Linked DNA regions of Mus musculus: region 2 is linked to region 1. The links are chromatin contacts, called in public promoter capture Hi-C maps. All regions are on one chromosome and are shown on one strand. The core of a region is the stretch at or near the end of the contact, and the rest is flanking DNA. Distances in the headings are between cores, read along the strand shown.

Region 1 (4,343 bases), core at 992-3,491:
ACGTTGCTTCAGTGGATTAACAGAAGATGGCACTCTTGAACTAAGATAATAAGCAAACTTCCCGCTCTTCCCATTTCCCTCAGCAGTAGTACCTGGATGGGATGACCTGGGATTGTGGGAAAACCCAACAACATTAAAATAAGCAGAAATAGGTAACTCTACTATGAGGGCAGCAAAATTAAGCCCATGAGTATTCTTTCCTCCTGAAATGCTCCCCATCGCTGATGGAGCCCTCTATCAGCCTGTGTCTTTAAAGGTGTAATGCAGAGCCCAGAAAATGGAACAAGAATGAGTGCACAATACTTTGAGTAGGAATGCAAAATGCTGCTCTCTTAAGAGGAAAAAAATTTAAAATCCCAGAGAACATGCCAAGCAAGTTCTAAACAAGGTTATCAGATACAAGATTGCTGTACAAAGGAGTTTAGCCATGTATCAGCCAACAAAGAATGGAAATGTGGAGAGGGAAAGTGCTCACAACTGTACCATATTCTCCAAGTTTCCTAGAAGAACGGATACAACTAAAGCTATAGGATACATCTATAAAGGAGAACTTATAAAGTTTTGTTGGTTCTAGAATAATTCTTTACTTATGAATGAGACAACTCATTGATGATGATCATTTTGTCACCTGACTGATTAAATGTCGTGACTCAGAATACAAGGTATACCTTGGAACTTGACAAAGAAATTCTAATAGACATAGAATTCCATAAAATGGAGGTGGGAGGATGACAATTTAGAAAAGAAGAACAGACTGGCTCAACTCATCCCACAAGGTACAAAGGAGTGGAATAATGTCACAGTAATTAGACAGTGCCGCTGCTGAAGGCGTATACAAACAGACCAGCTGGATAGACTACAGAGCTCAGAAATCCAGCTGCTTAAGCATGGCGCAGCTCTGATGGGAAGGGCTCAGTGACCAAGTGTGAGCAAAATAATGTTGCAACGACTGGCTAGTCTCACCTTACAAGCAGGCGCGGGCATTATACACGAGATATGCAGCTTCTAAGAGGTTAACAGTTTGATATTTCATATAGTATGTCTTTTCTTCCAATAGTCAAAACAATGCCATACATAAAGTTACCAAGAGAATTCAAAGAAGATATTTGCGAACATTTTACCAAGACAGAATTAGTCCCCAGAATAAAAAATGTTAAAGCTTTTGTAAATGAGTTTTTAAATTTTCCAATAAGAAAATCAACTGAAGGTACACACAGGCGATTTGCAAAAGAAATCAGGAAGGGTCATTGCTGTGGAACAATAAATTAAACTATAAGTCCAGTAATTAGTGGATTGTAAAGTAAAAAAAAAATATAGTGCAGTACCATTTTATTTACATTAGATTATTAATAAAGAACCTTTATAAACATTTCTGAAGGTGTGAAAGGATGAGTATTCATATGCCCCTGGTGTGTCAGAAATCCTGTGAATGTGGGGTTAAAGGTAGATCTGTCAGGTCTAGAGTACAGCCGGAAGACCTCTGTGTCTACACAGACTCAATGGCAGCCTACAGTGAGTTAAGCCATGACTGAGGACCTCTGGGTGCCAGAAGCCTTGTGCCTCTGCTTTACCTCTGTCTTTCCTGTCTAGAGCTGATAGGCCCAAAGCCAGACTCAGGCATCTCTTTTGGGATTTTCCCTTAGTAGAAACCGAAAGAAAAGGGCCAGTCACTCTTCCGAGACGGGAGCTACATATGCAATGTCTCTACTTTAGGGAAGAAGCTAATGAAGAAAACGCCACAGGACCGGAATCCTAACGGCAGGCTCCCTCACTGATTTTGCATGCCGTCTTTTGACAAACTTACCCTTTGACTATGATGACCTTGTGTCTCTGTCACCTACAAGAGTCCCATTCCAGAGCTTGGGGCCATTAATCACCGCGATCATTTAATTCCCCTTGTTCAGAGTCCAAAAATTCAGATCATAAGCTGGCTCTCCATATGGCTTCCACAGAGAGAGAATGCTTCATTAGGCTGACACAACTATCTGAACTGTGCTTCAAATTTAACTAATTAGAATTCTGGACTCTGTGTGTGTGTGTGTGTGTGTGTGTGTGTGTGTGTGTGTGTGTGTGACAGAGAAAGAGGGAGAGAGAGGGAGAGAGAGGGAGAGAGAGAGGGAGAGGGAGAGACAGAGAGAGAGAGAGAGAGAGAGAGAGAGAGAGAGAGAGAGAGAGCGCTTATTGAGCCCAAGTCAGTCTCCGTGAGTCAGATAAATGCTGAAGCACAGATAAAAACAGCCTTTCTGGAAATATAAAACTGAAGACCAGATGCTGGTAGATTCGTGAGGACAATGCTACTCTGTCAGCATGTCTGGAAGTTGGACAGCTGGCTCTCATCCACCACCACCACCCACAGTTTGCTACACATACCCTCATTGACCTTTAACAGGTGCAGAGAATAACCGAAGGTGTTTTGTAAGATGAGCAAGTCTGAGACTTATCGTTAGCACTGTGGCATTAGTTAAAATATCTACACGAGAATGAATCCAGGCAAAACATCGGTGGGCGACAAGGTGATGCACCCCAACCCACAGAGATCCTCTAGCTTGCAAAAACCATAACGTTTAATTGCTTATTTCCTATTTTGTCCTCCGAGCTAGAACATGTAGACAACATACCTACCATATCACGTGGTTTTATCTAAATATGAGTGATTCAAAGAAACAAATAATTTCAAATTAATCTCTCCCCTGGCAACAGTAGAAGATTCTATTTCTAAGACAAGTCTAGCCACTGATAGCCGAGGGGTATCCATATTACAGGTGAGAGGAGAAAGTTTATGCGCTCTGGGAAATTACATCCCATTCTTAACCATTATTTTCCTTTAAATTGCATGTCAATCTAGATGCAGTAGTTACAAGTCTGTAATCGCAGCACTTGGGAAGTAGAGGCAGGAGGATCAGGAGACCAAAGCCGGGCTTGGCAGCATGGCAAGTTGGAGACTAGCCTGAATTACATGAGATGCCATCTTCCCCTGACAATCTTACAGTGAACTGATTCGAATGCTCTTGTCATCTCTTCCCACATTTACCTCCTGATTAAGTCAGATGAAATTCATTAGCTTTTCAGCAGCTTCCAAATACAGGGAGCTTTTTAGAAACTGCCTCCTAAGAAGCTAATAAGTACGTGATGGGGAGCAAAGATGAACGGCAGGACAATTTGAATCTGCAGTTATCCTCATCCAAGGTCAGTAGTTGCTAAGAAGCCCTAGCAGGTTTGTAAGCGTTCTCCCCTCCTATCAGGAACGCAATGATGTGAACCAAATTTTCCCCTTTCTGCTTGGCCCTTAAGTCATTCTGGAACATTCAGACAGTCACTTAAACACTCTGCATCTTAACACCTCCCATTCATATTTATTCCATAAATATTTATAAAACAGATGAGTGGATTAATTAACGGGTAATCAGACTCCTAATTTCTGTGCTTTAATTTCTTCCTCCATACAGTTAAGGTCAACCCCACCCAGATGACCTTGGATGACCTTTAGGAAGGACAGAATGCAGACAAAACGTGTGGGGTGTGTTGTACACGTTTAAAGTGTGAAACGCAGTATAATGACTGATGAAACATTCTACCATCTAGTGGACCAGACAAAATAAAAATGAACTTCTACTGATTCCTAGGTCCCTTCCTGATTTTTGGAAAGTTACCATATCCACTGAGCCCTATTTGGTGAGATTTATCGAAGCATCTAGAGCATCTTGCAAATGTTATCATCTCATTACTCTTACAAGACAATACTCAGCTGTAAGGTGGAGAATGGATGAAAGGGACAAAGCTTGGGGAAAGGAAGCAGCTTTGATACTGATATTAGCAACTGAGCATGAGTCTGTCTGTTCTCCAGTCTCAGTCACCTGACTGAGATGCTGCCACAGCAAATGGCCTCATCCTCCTCGGGCTACCTAAGCTGGGAGGCAAGGAATCAACTTGAAGTTATCTCATTCCCATAATCAACCAGTAATCAACCAGTAATCAACCAGTAATCCAGCAAATGTCAGTTCTCTCTCAATGGATCAAGAACCTGCATCCTTCTCTCCTGCCACGCTACCATTGCTGGAGACCAGGCTCTTGTCTTGCCTTGATATATCCAAGAGCCTCCTGATGATGGTCTCTGTTGTCTACTAGCTGGTGCTTTCTTAAACACAAATATCTGGCTTTCCCCAGTGTTTGGAAACTTTTCTCATCACTGATATGAGCAACGCCAAATTCCTCAGACCCTGCTCCATCAGCTGTCAATGACTGAAGACTCAACCCAGAATAGGCCATGCTCCTTGTACCTCAGGATGCCCTATGTCCTCTGCTGAAGGGTGTCCTTTACTCCCGCTGAGCTCCAAGTTCAGGTG
Region 2 (4,343 bases), core at 822-3,321, 180 kb after region 1:
GCTCGGTCCAATCAATCTCCTAATTTCCTCGAGATCTCTGAAGTAACTCTAGAGCTGTCAGGGTTGGCGAAGATTATCCATCATGGCGTTAAAATGAGCCTCTTTTATCTATACTCTCTTATTTAACCTAAAATTTAACGAGATAAGCTAGCTTCCTTCTTAAAACTACGGTCCATCTCCAGGAAGGAAACAGAAACGACTGCAGAAGCCTACTCTGACATCCATCGCCCCCCAAAGGGGAGCACAGGAAAGCAAAAGCAAAGACTAACAGAGCTGAGAGCCAGAAGACACACCGAACCTACAAGCTCGCTCGCTCACCAGACACACAGAGTAAATTAGTCCTGCCCTGGACTCTGAGAGCCCCACCCCCACCTCCCGGGGAGCTGCCTTGGGAGCGCTTCAGGAACAGCATTGTGAACCCCACCCTGGTCTTGCTGGATCAATCTCAACTCTCATCACTCTCCAGTGTGTGTGTGTGTGTGTGTGTGCCTGAAGAAGTCAACGTTATGGCTGCTGCCTGCCTGCTTAAGGCATCTGGGCTTCAGTCCTGCCTAGGGGGCTCTGATACCTTTCCTTCCTCTAACTGGTCTCCTGGAAAGGCTTTTTCCTCAGGCAGTCCAGGGAACATCAGATACCCCTGCACCTTGGCAGTTGGAAAGTTCACAGTTGTTCTCTGATGTGTAGTTTTCCCAGGGTGCTATGAATTCTGGAGGGACGAGGACCCTATCTGGCTTTCACCAGAGAGGGTAGTTTTACTGACAAGATGAATAGGGAATGACTGTCACAAGAAAAACAACAATGGCCCTTATTTCTAGTATATGTTTAAGTTTTATGAAAAGATACTGGGGGGACAGGAGAAGCTATACTTTTCTTTGTCAAAGCCAAGAAACTAATTACGAAGTAGAATGCAGAAATTCATGTGAATTTTAAGGCTAAACAAGAATTCTAGGATGCCTCGGGCTACACCCGTAGATATTTCTGGAGATACTGTGCTTAATATGGAAATACTGTATAATGATAGATTTATCTCTCCCTAGGTCAGATAAGGAAGGCTTGTCTTCATTTCACTAGATGAGAATATGCATACTAAGACGGACTTGAAAATTATAAGGTTTCGGGGGAATATGACCCTTAATTTTTAAATTGAGAACTCTGTCCCAAAGAGGGGGGAGGATGTAGCTATGGAATCGCCTATTACAGATGGAGCTGGCGCCTGAACCCAGGCGCCTGAACCCAGCCCCGCCCTCGCCCCTCCACTCCCACCCCGCCGCCGCCCAGGGGCCAGTCCACCTTTTCATTAAGTCACAACACCTGCTACCTGGTCCCTAGTGCTCAGGGTCCCCACCCTCCAGAGAACCTAATCATATACCAGGCGAATTGCCTCTGCACGTCTGGAAGACTCTTTTAAGCTCCTAGCAACGGGCATCGAGAAACCAAGTGGACCATTTCCCGACCCCGCCTTCCAGACGCTTTCTGGGTGGGGCGGGTTGGGCAGCGCCCCCAGTGGGCGGCCAGACAGACGCCCAGCTTGTTCCTCTCAAGCTCACGCGGGCGCCCCCTCGCGGCCACTCGAGGAGCGCAGCGCCGCATTGCAAGCTCCAAGCTTTTTCTTGGCTTTCAGGCCCGGGAAGCGGGAAAACTGCGTGTCACTAAGCAAGAGGACACGGGCAGCCGTCCACGCGGCAGTGTGTCCTAAGCGTGACCAGAGCCCATTCGCAGAGACGGGGCCGGGGATGAGCGTTAGGGACCTGGGACAGAGGACCGTGGAGGTCCCCCTGTGTCCCCGCGGGAGGCAGCCACGTAGTCCATTCCAGGCTCTCGGCCACGAGAGGGAGGGACTCGCGCACAGCTACGGCGACGGCTGTGGACCCCTCGCACGCTCACGCGCGCCCGAGCTGGACTGTCGCGTCGGGCCCGCGCCGCGCGCGCGCACGCGGGTGGGCGTGGGAGGCAGGGGCGCTGCTGCACGCGGCGTGCGCGCGCTCCCCCCGCCGTCAGTCGCAGCCGCCCGGCCCCGGCGCGCGTCACGAGGGCGAGCGGGCGGCGAGCAGGGGGTGGGGCCGCGGCCGGAGGGGCCCGAGCGGCTGCCGAGCTAGAGCCGGAGGAGCGGGGCGCGGGCGGCTGCGGTCCCGGTGGCGGCGGGGGAAGATGGTGGCGCTGGAGGCGGGAGCAGCTGGAGAGCAGCTTTATTCCCAGGCTTGGCACGGTCGCTGTCACTAGCGCCGCCTGCTCCCGCGGGCCCGCGGACCCAGCTGTCAGGCAAGGTACCACCGCCAGGGCGGGCTGGGTGAGTGCCGGGCGCCCGACGCCCCGGACGGAGCTCGGGTCCTTTTGGAGGGATGATCCCGGGAGCTAGGGGTGAAGCGTGGAACAATAGTGCGGATGAACAGGGACGGCAGGCGACATCCAGGGAGGCAGTGCTTGGAGCTAGCGAGGCGGGGGAAGGGTGTGTACTAGAGAGATGCCAGGCGTCCGGTGCGCGCTGAGATACCCGGCTTTGGGAAGAGCGGGCCTGATGACAGTCACGGAAGGAGTGTGTGTGTGTGTGTGTGTGTGTGTGTGTGTGTGATAGCAGAGGGGATGGAGGTGGCAGATCCGAAGTGTAGGGGGAGATGACATTTCCAGGAATCCCCGCTAGGATCCCTCCTCTCTGGCTGACTGATGATGGAAACCGTGAGGTGGGCAGGATGCACTTGGTGTGTGAAGTGTGGAGGGGAGGCAGTAGGGTAAGGCCGGGTTTGTAAAATCCCGTGTAAGAGTGAGTGTTTAGCGTGCAATTGGATCCACGCTCTCAAAACTGCGCCCCACATCCAGCGATCTGCTTTTCCTGACTTGATGCCGCCAGCTAACACTGTGGGACAGTATTGGTTATTTTGACCCTGCAAGTCTAAGAACAGTTTCTGTTCTGCTACTGTTCTTGGGTGGCTGGGTGTACGGATTCTCGCTTCCCCTTTCCCTAACGTCCTAACACGGGGATGTGGAAGTGAGCGGTTGCTTTGAGGCACATGGCAGCAAACCAGGATAATGGTTACACCTTTTGAGACAGCTGGTGTCCCTGGCTCTGAAGGGCGCTTTCTTTGGCACTTCACAGCCTCTCATTGACTGCCTGACTCTGCAATTTCTATTGTTTATCTCTTGTCTAACCCCAAGAAGAGGGTGTTTAATGGTCATCTTCCTCTCCCGTTCCCACAACTTTTATCACCAGACTCCCTTCCATATATAAGTACTGAAAACCTTCTAGCTGAAGATTGGATAGTCTTTGCAATGATTCTTTTAGAATAAACTCTTGAGGTGTGTAAAGAAGGTGGGGGCTTTAAAAATACAAGAACAAGATTGAAAGGGAAGTAAAAAAAAAAAAAACAAGGAAAAAAAAAAGAGTGCCCCAACATGCATTCTCTTGGGTGTTTTTCCGTGGGAAATGGGATGCTAGTGACAGCCACTCTCCCGGCTTTCACAATGGTTAGAAGGTCCATTTAGGAACTGAAATTTCCCGAGACCCATGGATATAAGATCTCCAGTCAGTGAAGTCCCCGATTTCCTTCCCAGGACAGCTCACTCGTAGGAAATTTGGCAAATGTTTGGCTCTCCAATGATGTCTAGGAACCAAGACAGAGAAAAAGCACGCAGAGTCTATAGATGCTTAAATTTCTCTGCGTAATAAAGATAGGGTTGCGTAGAGAGGGAAAGCACTAGAGATGGCATATCCGTATGCGTGTCCACTGCCGCCTGGTTCCCTGGAGTCTGTATTTCTCCTGCAATATCCATAGGAGTGAATGCACCTTTATGATAATAGCCCAGTACTTTACTGATGTCATATGATTGGATTCACCTGCTTGGGACATATTTTAGTTATAATACCTTAAATTCTACTGAATTGCTGTCAGAACCCAAATGGGCTGCACTGGGCCTCTTTGAAAAGCTTGAAATAATCACAAGGATGTACAAATAAATGTATGATATACTGACACCAAAGATTTCTTTCTTTTTCTAAAAATTTTATTCTTTGGGCAAAGTATAAAGTGTTATTCCATGGGTACATTGAAAATAATAAAGCTAAGGCCATCTACATATGACTTTTCCTTCTCGTTTATTGTTTTTAAAACAAATGATGACATGTGGACCAACTATGCTGGAAGCTATGAGTGTAAAGTAAATTTCCCCGCATCCTTCAAGCCAAGCCTTCTGAAATTTTAATGTGAGGTTGTTGGATCTCATCCGAGACTTTAAAAAGGACTTATAAAAATGAATTTAGAATCCTAGTTCTTTAACTCTCTTAATGCTTTGGCCATATCTCATTCTGATGGATGTAAGTCACTTAAGAGGCTTAGGTTTCTTTACTTTAA

Evidence for each region. Promoter capture Hi-C pulls out the DNA fragments that hold promoters and counts their contacts.
Region 2: a promoter capture Hi-C map of hippocampal neurons shows a contact between it and region 1, with 8 times the contacts expected there. A contact is called at or near these places in 7 of 39 promoter capture datasets (the 3T3-L1 cell line, embryonic stem cells, hippocampal neurons and 3 more), 42 of 484 Hi-C or Micro-C datasets (the AML12 cell line, the HL-1 cell line, the N1E-115 cell line and 14 more), 14 of 130 datasets of targeted methods (astrocytes, embryonic stem cells, extraembryonic endoderm stem cells and 4 more) and 1 of 9 other capture datasets (embryonic stem cells).

What each region holds. Positions count from the first base shown.
Region 1 is chr19:23,576,865-23,581,207 of GRCm38.p6, forward strand. The region is part of intron 4 of 1700028P14Rik (RIKEN cDNA 1700028P14 gene); the gene reads right to left. Among named protein-coding and RNA genes, the nearest start is that of 1700028P14Rik, 74 kb to the right of the region's middle.
Region 2 is chr19:23,756,805-23,761,147 of GRCm38.p6, forward strand. It overlaps Apba1 (amyloid beta (A4) precursor protein binding, family A, member 1), which reads left to right and starts at 2,072. Exons shown (of 13, transcript NM_177034.3): 1 at 2,072-2,287.